2 separate regions of the Danio rerio genome follow, and region 2 is linked to region 1. A link is a contact called in public Micro-C data. All regions are on one chromosome and are shown on one strand. The core of a region is the stretch at or near the end of the contact, and the rest is flanking DNA. Distances in the headings are between cores, read along the strand shown.

What was found. Hi-C and Micro-C count contacts between places; a contact is called where the count stands out from the background.
Region 2: a contact with region 1 is called in a Micro-C map of caudal fin, with 1.8 times the contacts expected there. The contact joins the enhancer-like site here to the promoter of plekho1b in region 1. A contact is called at or near these places in 2 of 18 Hi-C or Micro-C datasets (caudal fin and an unstated tissue).

The regions. Positions count from the first base shown.
Region 1 is chr16:42,469,370-42,475,932 of GRCz12tu, forward strand. plekho1b (pleckstrin homology domain containing, family O member 1b) reads right to left here and starts at 3,762. Exons shown (of 6, transcript NM_001326535.1): 1 at 3,447-3,762; 2 at 598-744. The coding sequence starts at 3,473.
Region 2 is chr16:42,512,259-42,518,821 of GRCz12tu, forward strand. si:dkey-23o4.6 reads right to left here. Exons shown (of 8, transcript XR_012392433.1): 5 at 5,701-5,820; 6 at 4,501-4,705; 7 at 2,225-2,296; 8 at 1-1,756. Among named protein-coding and RNA genes, the nearest start is that of si:dkey-23o4.6, 7.7 kb to the right of the region's middle. Within about 2 kb of position 3,408, at least 15 of the 62 cell types and tissues checked have an H3K27ac peak or open chromatin away from gene starts, as enhancers often do. A contact at or near this core is called in caudal fin, where this site is marked.

The DNA.
Region 1 (6,563 bases), core at 2,512-5,011:
AATCATAGTTCAACATGTACAAATTTATTATTAAAATCCAAAGTTTTAGTTAATCCAAAGTTAATTTAGTTAATGAGTTAACAAGAACAAGCAATGAATGACTTTATTTTCAGAACTAAGGGTAAGAAATAAGAATAAAAACTGTAACAAATAAATGTGTTGTCTGTTAATTGTTCGTGTAAATAAATAAATCACCAAACTCATGGAACCTTATTGTAAAGTGTTACCTTTATTGTTATTATTAATTATGTTCTGTATAGTTTGAATGTGAAACCTGTTCAGTTTGAGAGAATCATTTCTAAATAATACTAGATTTCTTTTAATGCTCTGAGGTCAGTCAAAGCCATGCTGTTTTATAATGTTTAAAGTAGCATGGATTGAATTTCCATTTTTGTTTGTGGTTTTCTGGGAGCATGTCACACAACCTATCCATGCCTTTAGGCAACTAAAGACACATTACTCGCTTTTCAACACACACATATTGAAAGTGGTAACGAATATCACTGGAAGACTGAGCCACACGCAGCATCCCATTAATCAAATGATGATAACGTGGAGAAAAGCAACAGCAATAAATAAAAAATGTCTAAAACGAACCTCTTTTTCAGAAATTAAGAGTTGGTCTCCTTTCAATATAACAAATCGGTTTTTCCAAATTTCCCTGAAAATTCCTTTGCCACAGAACTTGCGGATCCAGCCAGTTTTGTCGGGCTGCACAGGCTGTTGATTGGCATCCTGAGGGCCCTAGAGAGAGAAAATACAGACATGCCAATGAGACTTCACCTTAGCAGTGAGTTATGATGTAATTGTATGTTTCCAAGCATTTTTTGGGTCTATGATGCTCAATATGCAGCTTGAAAAGGCTGTTGACTAGGTTTGATACATAATCTCTAAAATAGGGGGAGCCTCTCTTAAAGACAATATCTTTGTCATGTAGATCATATCACATTCCTGCTGCCTAGTCAGATTTCTCACACAGGACAAACACTACACACATCAGTGTTTCCTCAGGGGTTTGTTTATTACCAGGGTTGAGATCTTGCAGTCTGAGTGTGATAAGCTAAAAGGCTGTGTACATAGAAAATAGTGAAAAAAGACCAAAATTTCTTTCTGATAAGTCTTTATTGTGTAAAAGACATTTAACTGCTCATTTATATGCATGTAATTCTGCACGTATGCACTTTTCGGCTGCTGGAAATTTATTGAAGGTGTCATTTATTATGCTTTTAGCCATTTTGGACAGTAATTTAATCATCTCATTAATAGTGCATGTTAATAGTGCAGTTTGTCGTAGTAGAGGATTAGCATTTTCAAACCATGGGTTCCCTTGGGAATTTCCCTTTGGTTTTTAGAACGAATGTTTTAAATGAATTAATCATTCATATTTGTTTAGGTGGGGTAGCGTTTAGTTTTTATATATCAATGCATGTTTTTTTACTATAGCAAAATGCCTGTCTTACACAGATCTCTGTAATATTGCCCTGATGATGACAGCTTCAGTTGTTTCCTGAATATAGTAAGATCAGTATAGTAAGATCACTTTAGTCAAGTAAATGAGCTGAGTTTAACATACAGTATAACCAATGTAAACCTATATTAGCAACATTAAACGTCTGAAACGTGTAGGAAAAAACGTATTTATTAAATCTATGTGAAATCTTCCATATATTTAAAATGTCATATAATATATTTTAAACCCAAGTAAAATATTTTAAAAAACCAACTCTTTCAGAAAAAATCGTACAGAGCCAATCTGGATTAAATCAATGCAGCTTTTGTGAGCAGAAGAGACTTTTAACAAATCTTAATGCTTCTTAACTTTTGACCAGAGCTTTATACATAATAAACAGCATACTAAATAACCTAAAATTAATATCTATATTATGCCTTTCTTACACAGATTACTGTAATATTGTCCTCTAGATGACAGCTTCAGTTGGTTCCTGACTATGATCAGTTTCAAATTTAAGCTTGTTTCTAACCTTAATTTTTCCAAATGTTTGACCAGTAGCGTATATGATCAAAATTATACAGTAAATAAGCTGCATTTACCATATAACCAATGTAAAACTATATTAGCAACATTTAAAGGCTAAAATGTGTAATTAAAAATGAATTTATTAAATCTGAGTGAAATTTTCCATAGATTTAAAATGCTAGTTAATATCTTTTAAATCTAAGTAAAACATATTAAAAACCAACTTTGTCAGAAATAATCGTAAACAGCAGTTCTGTATTACATAACTGCACCTTTTGTGAGCAGAAAATGCTTTTAACAAATCGTAATTCTTCCAAAGTTTTGACCAGCGATTTATACATAATAAACAGCATACTAAATAATCCAAATTAATATCCATATTTACTAACTTGGTAGGCTGTTAAATACAACCAGTGAATAACTATATTTTAGATTTGTATATTTAAAAACAAATAGGCCAGTTTTTACATTTTTTTCAATTCTTTAAAGTTTTTCAATTCTTTTTGGTTTTTAGAATGTATGTGTTCAATTAATATATATATGTATGTATGTGTGTGTGTATATTTTTTTAACAGTATATATATATATATATATGATAAAAAAAAAAAAAAAATATATATATATATATATATATATATATATATATATATTTATATATATATATATATATATATATATATATATATATATATATATATATATATTAAATAAGCTGAATTTAACATATAATCAATGTAAAACTATATTAGCAACATTTAAAGTCTGACATGTTCAGTTAAAAATGAATTTATTAAATCTATGTGAAATCTTCCATACATTTAAAATGCAACTTAATATAATTTAGACTCAAGTAAAATATTTTAAAAACCAACTCTTGCAGAAATAGTCTTAAAGAGCCATTCTGGATTACATAAATGCAGCTTTTGTGAGCAGAAGAGGCTTCTAACAAATCTTAATGCTTCTTAACTTTTGACCAGAGCTTTATACATAATAAACAGCACACTTAAAACCCAAATGTAAAATCTATATTCTAGTAGTAGGCTGCTACACACAACCAGTGTTTATATAACTAACAGTTATATATTGTTAAATTCAAAATACGCAGACAAGTAGGCCAGATTTTATTTTGGTTATTATTATTGTTAATACTATTATTGTGTTATCATTATTCCCATTTGACACATTAACTGTAGTTTAACAACTCATGCTCAGTTTAATAGAATAACGTCAGCATTGCTCTTCCGCTATTCAGTCAACTAACATTACAGTGCGAGAGGATATCGACTTTTACATTTGCAACTACAACAAAAAATTACGTTTTTTTTGGCAAATGTAATTGTAAAACGTTGCTAAAGATAGTTTTAGTATAGTGAAGCAGTATGTATGCTCTGCAGTGGTTCATATACTAGTGCACAAAGGCTCGCGGCGCTCCTCACTGACAATAGAGGGGACTCGGTGTCTTTCTCACCCGCTTTGACGAACTGTTCTTCTTCATGGCTCAATGAAACACCGCTTCCCGGCTCTCTCCCTCCACGAACAATCCAGATACAAAAGAATCCACTGAAAATCCTACACCCGAAAAAGCCACACTCAAAGAAAAGCGCTTTGTTAAATGAGAGTCGCTCCCCGGTTGTTTCTTTACGCCTCCTCCGGTGAATTTACTCCCGTTCAGCGTCCACCGCGCCGGTCACCATTTGCTGGTTATTTCGGACAGACCTCAGAAATGTGCTGGTGAGTGTGTGTTAGTGGCATCCTCGTGCGTTGTTGATCCTCTGCCGTCACGCGTGGAGTTCTGGTTGTAGTTGTGTGAGCTGAGAACTTGAGGATGTGTGGTCCCTCTCTTTGTCCTCCACAGCTCCACCTATGGACACCACAATGATGTCACTGGAAAGACAGAGGGGGGATTTGCTGTACTGAAGGGAATGTGCGAAGTTTTTTTTACAGCCATTTAAGCTTACTTGTTTATTAGCTATTAATGACAGACATGATAATTATTACATACAAACATTGCATAATAATTATTATTATATGCGTGTGTCTGTATATGCATTATTTATGTAGCATATTAATACACGCATGCATATGTCCGAGAAAATTATTAAATAGATAAACTGTAATAAATACTTTAAAATACTGTAATAAATACTGTATAGGCCTATTTTAGTTTTTACTTCAGTTGAGTGAACCATAGTGTGTAGTAATACAGAAGGATGACGAGGCTGTACTAGTGCTGTTAATTACAGAATATTGCATGGCTTTCAGACAATCATATTCAAGAACCAGACAGAACTGTTGTATAATTATATAGATAGATAGATAGATAGATAGATAGATAGACAGACAGACAGACAGACAGACAGACAGACAGACAGACAGACAGACAGACAGACAGACAGACACACACACACACACACACACACATACATACATACAAATTTAACATAAAACATTTAAGTTGTCCCCAAAAGAACCTCCAGAATTATTTTGTTTCAGCTCTTTTTAAATAGTTATTATGAGCAAGCAGCAAATGTAATTATTTGAGTGTATTTATACATGTTATATCTACAAACGCAGGGGGAAAAAAAGTTTGATTTTGGACTAATCGCAATTAATCTTTGCCCACCACTAAAAATACTTTATTTTATATTAAATGATGTAGTTTTTTCAAACCATAGAGTAAAGTGTATTATACTGTATATTAAAGTAGACTGATAAATAGTAAAAAAAAAATACTGTATAGGCCTACTTTAGTTTTTACTACAGTTGATTAAACCATGGTTGATAAAACAGTTGATAAAAGCCAATGTTTTGTATAAAACTACAGTATTGGGTTATATTGCTATATTATAGGGTTATATAGCACTATGTAATATGTGTGTGTGTTTATATATATATTCGTCACTATAAAGGTTAAATTACAGAGCCTACACACAGGAGTAAAAAAAAAAATGCAAATTTAGAAGAAAATATTAAATGGCTTTTAGAGGTTTTTGCATCTAAACTATACTGTATGTGTGTGTATACATACAACGCTCAGTTGGCCTTTCTGTCTGGAGTTTGCATGTTCTCCCTGCGATCGCGTGTGTTTCCTCCGGGTGCTCCGGTTTCCCCCACAGTCCAAAAGCATGCGGTACAGGTGAATTGGGTTGGCTAAATTGTCCGTAGTGTATGAGTGTGTGTGTGGATGTTTCCCAGAGATGGGTTGCTGCTGGAAGGGCATCCGCTGCGTTAAAACTTGCTGAAAAAGTTGGTGGTTCATTCCGCTGTGGCGACCCCAGATTAATAAAGGTACTAAGCAGACAAGAAAATGAATGAAGGAATGAATATATCTGTATACAACAATACAATCAACACAACAAATTAATTCAAGTAATTTACTATAGTATGGCTCAAAAACTATAGTATTTCCTATAAATTACTGTGGTATTTGTTCATATGGGTAGTCCGATATGTGGGTTTAATTGTTGAATTTATTTTTCAGTAAGCGCACATGCACTGTAGAGAGTATACTGGGTTATGTAAGGTAACTGCATGGGTTGGTTTAGGGGTGGGTTGAGGATTAATCCCTAGTTATTTGTAATTACTGTAAGCGCATAACTACATGCAGAACAGGACTGTAAAATACAGTGCTACCAATATTAGCATTAAATAGTGGTGATAACATGTACTTATAAAGTATTATACTGAGTACTAATCAGTATGTCAAAATTTCATTTAATTATTTTATTAGGGCGCAATATTTTCCTGCTGGATTTGTTATAAATCGACATTGGGAAAATGGACAAGACAATGTGGGTTATAAATAGAAACAAAATGTATATTTTATTTCTTTTTAAATTGTCAATCAGTGAAATAGATTCCAAACAGTATATTTAGCATCTAATGTGTAGTGTAGACCACATACTGTTGTAAAATTTAAAACAACTAGTTTATTGGTTTTTAAGTAAGAAGGACTATTTAATTTGACTGAATCAACTTACTGCAATAGTTTTGACAGCCATTGTAATGGTCAGATAAAAGTAGCCTCCAAATGAATTAACTGCAGTGTAATATCATTTATATTACACATTCATTCACTTGTTTTATGTGCATATATTTTGTTTTTTTAAAGCCTTTTGGATATAAAGTAATGAAATAAGCAATTACGGCCTTATTCACGCTTACATCAATAGGGTAAATTAAATTTATTGTTTTTTTTATTTTATACTTTTTTATTTTTATTACTTAGTTTTTATATGCGAATAAAACAACAGGTAAGTTCATTTAAAGGAAGTTCATATAGAAATGGAAATTTTACTCTGCATTGATTTTCACAAATGGCTCCAAACCTTGTAAGTAGTTAAAGTTTAAAGTTTAAATAGTTTTAAAAGTCATGAATATCATTTAATACATCTGATTCAACTTTAGTACATTAGATTTCAATTGACAGTTCTGATGATTTTAATAATCAGGTCGGATATAAAAAGCCACTTTGACAAATGTAATATTTATTTTACCTAATAATATTAGTTTTACTATATAATAATACATGCATTATTTATTTCCACTATATATTCTTTATTTATCTATTAAAGGGAGTTCTAGT
Region 2 (6,563 bases), core at 2,158-4,657, 43 kb after region 1:
GGATTTTCACGCACAACCATCTCTAGTGTTTTCAGAGAATGGTCTGAAAAAGAGAAAATATCCAGTGAGCGGCAGTTCTGTGGGCGCAAATGCTTTGTTGATACCAGAGGTCAGAGGAGAATGGCCAGACTGGTTTAAGCTGATAGAAAGGCAACAGTAACTCAAATAACCTCTCATTACAACCGAGGTATGCAGAAGAGCATCTCTGAAAGCACAACACATCAAACCTTGAGGCGGATGGGCCACGCAAAGGTGCCACTCATTTCAGCTAAGAACAGGAAACTGAGGCTACCATTCTTACAGGCTCACCAAAATTGGACAACAGAAGATTGGAAAAATGTTGCCTGGTCTAATGAGTCTCGATTTCTGCAGATGGTAGGGTCAGAATTTAGTATCAACAACATAAAAGCACAAATCCATCCTGCCTTGTATCCACGGTTCAGGCTGGCGGTGGTGTGATGGTGTGGGGGATATTTTCTTGGCACATTTTGGGCCTTTTAGTGCCAATTGAGCATCGTGTCAAGCCCACAGCATACCTGAGAAATGTTGTTGACAATGTCCATCCCTTTATGACCACAGTGTACCATGTCATAAAGCGCAATCTCTAAGGAATATTTCCAGTAACTTGTTGAATCTATGCCACGAAGGATAAGGCAGCTCTAAAAGCAAAACTCGAGAGTCCAACTCAGTACTAGTAATGCCTAGTTCAGACTGCATGATTTTAGCCCCGATTTTGCCTCGCCGACAGGTTTTGAGAAATCGCCGACAAATGCCTGGAATCACAGGCAAATCGGTGCTCGTGCACGTGAGTAACAATCACACAGTATGAACTTTCAAAGACGCGATCTGAGAGAATCGCCGATGAGTCGCCGATGCCTGTGAGATATTTGGCGTGCTAAATATCTGGAGCTGTCTGCGATTCAAATCATGCCGTGTGAATTGAGTTTTGACTGAAAATAACATCAGCGATGGCCTACAGCCAATGAGAGAGCAGCTTTCACTTGTGTGTGTGCGTGTGTGTATACCTGCTGCAGGCCAGCGGGAGGCTGGGGAAGAAGTTAAAAGCGCTCTTTTTCGGTTTATTTGGACCCACGAAATGGAGGAAAAACTAGTGGAGGTTTGACAGGACTCAGGAGCAACCGTGTCTGTTTGACGTTTCATACAGAAAGTAATTAGTTTATTATCAATGTTGAGGAGAAATGGCTATAATTCCATTTAAACCCAGGTGAGAAAACATGTACATGTTCTACCTCATTAAAGGTTTCTTTCTCATTATGTAGTTAATAACAAAAGATATACTACGTGTTTTTGGCTGTGAGACGTAGTTTGGACGAAATTGTCGGCGATTCTTCCTATAGTAAAGTCATGCAATGTGAATGTCCCTGTCGCCGATCCGTCTTGCAGTGCAAACAAAGCAGCGACAAAACGCTAGCCCAAATAGTCAAGCAGTGTGAAAACATCTGTGACACGACTACTTTGAAAATCATGCAGTCTGAACTCGGCATAAGGTGTGTACAATGACTTGTGTAACTCGCCTGGTTAAGCCTTTAAATGTCACTCTAAACTGAATTATAGTGTAGCAGAGGCCAGTGAGTGAAGTGCTGTGCAGGTAAACTTCCTCTGACCTCTGAAAAAAAGGTTCTCTAGATCTTTAGCCTCCTTGGTAAAGCAACCAGCTCCCATGTGGAAGGTCACCGGTTCCATCCCAGCTCGGTGTGGGTTGGGTGGTGTAGGACTGGCGGGGTAACACTAGTATCTTGAAAAATATACAGTATAATATTATGTACTACCATCATGGCAAAGATAAAACAAATCAGTTATTAGAAATTAGTTATTATAAAATTATTTTATATTATTATATAATTTAATTATATAAGTTGGCTGGTCATTATGCTGTGGCGACCCCAGATTAATAAAGGGGCTGAGCTGAAAAGAAAATGAATGAATGTTTAACAAATGGAGAATAAAATATACAGGGGACTAATAATTCAGGAGTCCCAATAATTCTGACCATATATGGAGAAATTATATTATTTCTTATCAAATTCATATTTATACAGCATCAAAATAATGAAGTTACTTGAACATCTTTGATTGTGACTTTGTAACTATGTTTATAATTGTGGGGGAAAAGTCAATGAAGGTAAAAATAGAAGTTGGATGATTTTATATTGATTTTAGTGTCCCTGTTACATAATTGTGATGTGGATGTACTTTAGCTTACAACTGCAGAGTGATCATGTGATCCAGGGTCTGCTTCGGTTCGTTCCATATTTTCCTTTAGTTTTCAGCTGACCTGCAGGATGCAGACCAGTAGAGTTATTTAGGTAGGAACAAATTAATAGCGTCCCAAAAAGTGAAAAAAATTACACGTTTAACGCCATCTAGTGGTTAAAGGATAAAACATCAGTTATAAAATATACACTTTTAAAGAAGAGGAATGTTGCTGGATTATTTATTTAACCCAGTGCTTACATTAAAAAAATATTTGGTACTTTGTTAAGTTATTTTTAACTTTTATTGAGTTGTTTGTTAATAACCCAACTGGGTTAAATGTGTGGTGCTTTTGGGTTATTTTTAACATGTATTGGGTTATTTGTTTAAAAACTTAACCAGTTGGGTTAAAGAAATTGAATTTCAACAGTTTAGTACTAGTAATAGTAGCAATAGTAATACCAGAATGGAAAACAATTACATTTAATCAAAATAACTCAAATGGGTTAAAATTACCCATAGTTGGGAAGATGCTAAACAACCTAAAGTTGGGTTAATGTTGGAGTATTTTTAACCCAAGTACTTGAGTAATCTGAGCTAAAATGAATGACTACCGAGAATGGAGTTTCTCATAATAAGTATGACCCGATAGTGAATAGCAAACAAACAAGCCACTTGAATCTTGCTTTTTCGCCAAAACTGCGCACTTTTAATGTGTTACGTACAGATTATAAGAATGTGACCAAGTTCTTTCAAAAACACAGGCACATGACGGTGCTCCGTTATTCTTTTCCAAGAATAAAAAATCCTCTTAGTGCTGTAAAATATGAATCTCTTGAAGCAAATCCCGTAAACCGCTGTGACAACCTCTGGCATGACTTCCTGTATGTGTCCTCTGTCGCCGGATAGAGATTTTTAAGTCACAGGTATCACCACTAGAGGGAGCACTTGAAAATTGTAAGAGCCCCGCCTCAGTTCAACGTGTCGTTTAGTCCGACCAGACGAACACTTTCCTCCCACAACCTTCTAGCCACCAAGTCGTCTTTTCCTTCTGGAGCAGGGTCTTTTTCAGCACAGTCACTGCACAATAGATACAGAAATCGTGAAAAATCTTATTTGATGTGGAACTAATTCATTTTTTATTTTAGTTTTGCACACATTCCTTTCGTTTATATAAAGAGTTTGTGACCTATATGGCACTCAGCCACCAGAGGGCGATCAAAATATTTTGGCTTCACTTTTATTTGTATGGCCAGTAGCTCTGCCTCCATGCAAAAATGTGTGGAAAAACTTGATAATATATTTTTCATTCAATAAGTGAAAGAGAACAAAACCATCTCATCCTAAAAACTGGAATCAAATATCAAAAAGAACTACAGCCTAATGTTTGTTGATAAACTTTGATGTTGGCTTGAGAAAGGTAAGGTAACAAGGTGGTGGTTGGTGAGGAGAGGGGTGTCGAAGGTTTTTGATCCAATGTTAAGTCAATGAGATTTAAAGTCTCAGAAGTGTCTTCACTATTGTAAGTCAATGGGCAAATTTGGAGCACTCTTGCACCCCAGAGGTAAAACTTACACCCCAGTCTAATATGTAGATTTACAGAGCTTGGCAGCCTCTTCAACTGTGGAAATTCAACATGTTTCTGAGAATTTCTCTTTCAAAGTTATGATGCGTCAAATTTGGTACAATGTTAAGTCCAAGAGATTTTTTCAAGTTTCAGTTTCTTGAAAACCAAAAGCCAGATTAGTTCAAAATGACATAGCAACTCGAGTCAGACTAGTTTAAAGGTCTGGCCAAAGTTTGATGGTCATAGCATTAAAGCCCTAGGAAGAGGAGTTGGTCATTTTTTTCTCAGAAAAGGGGATAACAGTAAGTTTACAGTATGTTGGCTTTCTCAAGCCAATATTAAAATGGAAACTACTGCAGTAGTGGAAGTCACTGGGCCTTTTTTCTTATATAATAAATTACTTGAGCCTCATAAGAAGACAAAAAAACAAACAATGAACATGCAGTGCTAGACACTTTTGGCAGGTAATAACACTAAACCACTTTGATGACAGACTTTAAAGAGGCATTTAAGAATGACCAAAACAACATTTCAGATGTTTTACAATGTTGCCAATCCCATTGAAAGCATTTTTATTCGCATTTTCAAAGTTTATCCATGTTGTGGCCTTTCCATTAAGCACATTTTTTATGCAATATTCCAAAATGCACATAAAAATAGTTGGATGGACACATTGCTAGTGTTTTAGCAATATATTAACCAATTTGTATTGCTATTACCTGAAGTAGCTACCAGATTTGCTCTCTAAGCCCTCAGTAACAGCACAGTAGATCGTGGTTTGTGCTCCCTGCCAGGGAGTCTTCATCAGCAACATGGAGGGCAGATATAGTATAGTTTTCAGCATTGGAAACCAAGACAGAATATGGCGACTCAGGTCCGTTCGAATCACTCCTGGATGCAGGCAGTACGAAGAGACTCCTGTGCCTATATAAGCATCCAGTGGGACAGGATTTAAAATAACACAAACATTCTATTTTAGTTTGTTTTTAAAATCTCACTATTCACGCATTCAAATACAGGAGTTGTATTTGAATGGCTGAAATAACTGTCCTGCATCTTTGAAGGGCACTTATACCTAGACATAATTGGTAAAAAACAAACAAAAACCTGGTAATGCTTTAAGGCAGGGGTGTCAAACTCAATTCCTGGAGGGCCGAAGCCCTGCACAGTTTAGTTCCAACCCTGCTCCAACACACTTACTTGTAGGTTTCAAACAAGCCTGAAGGACTCAATCAGTTAGATCAGGTGTGTTTAATTAGGGTTGGGACTAAACTGTGCAGAGCTGCGGCCCTTTTGGAACTGAGTTTGACACCTGTGCTTTAAGGTGTCCTTAGTACATAGTAATACACAATAGTAATTAAAAATAAGCATGCATAATACATGCACCTAAACCTCAACCTGACCTTAACCATATAGTAAGTACATTTATTTAATCATCACTCGGTACTGAAATGAATAATTACACTGTTACAAGGACACCTTAAATCATAGTCTCAAACTGGCTTCCTAGAGGACCGCAGCTCAAGTTTTGCTCCAACCCTAATCAAAAAAAGCTGATTAAATCATTCAAGGTGATCAAGACTACTAGACACTAATAGATCAGCTGTGTTTCTGTGCAGAGCTATGGCCCTTCAGGAACTGAGTTTGAGACCTATGCCTTAAATCATACGTATCAGCACTAGGAGGAGCCCTTGAGATCAGGGAACACAGAGTCCTGAATACAAAAAGTTTATCTGAATAAGACCTGTTAACTATCTGGATTAAACATGGTCATAGTGTAATAAGAAATGTTGTAATATAACACTGTATTCTAAAATACTATCTACTTCGTAAAGCATAAACAAAGAATATTTGTTAATTGATTTGCATATTTACACAGCAATCTTGTATACTATACCAAGAGCTGTATTATATCCTACCTTTCATCCTTCGTGCAAGTTCTCTGGAGAAAAGCACGTTGGCCAGTTTACTCTGCTTGTAGCTCACCAAAGGACTGTAAGGCCTTTTGTCAAAGAACAGGTCATCAAATTCAATCTTTCCTGTGGGAAAACAGTGACTAAAATGAATATAGTAAGGTTTTTCAAACCAGAAAGTTCCTCGAGAACTAATTACTGTATCTTCCTGACCAATTTGCTGGTTGCATTCACACCATCACATTAGGAACTCTAAAAGGATATAAGCTAGATGACGGCAACATCGAATGCTGCATTCATCAAAAGGAGTGTTGTGTGTTTCATGACAATGAGAGATTCATCATTTCCATGCCTTGTAAACCTGTATTTGCTTTGGTGATTTTATTTTGTATAAAATAATTACTTTTATTCAGTAAGAATGCCATACGGTTACTGTAACTCTCTATTTATTATAGAGTCCTGAAAGAAATGTATCATGATGTTTAACATTGAAAATTATCAGAAAATGAGTAGCAAATCAGGATGTAAGAATGTTTTAAAGGTTAATGTGATTGTTTATGTGAAGTATTGATGATTTTTTAGATTTATTTTTGGCATTTTTGCCTTTATTTGACATGACAGTAGCTTGATAGGAAATGAATTGAAAAGAGAGAGGAGGGTAGGATCAGGAAATGTCCACGAACCGGGATTCGAACTTGGGATGCCTGGCGCACTGCCGCTCCATATGTTGATGTTAAAAATGCAAATTTACAGGAATAAATTACACTTAAATTACATTTTAATCACTGCTATTTTATATTATGATAAATATGATAATATTCATTCATTTTCTTTTCGACTTAGTCCCTTTATTAATCTGGGTTCGCCAC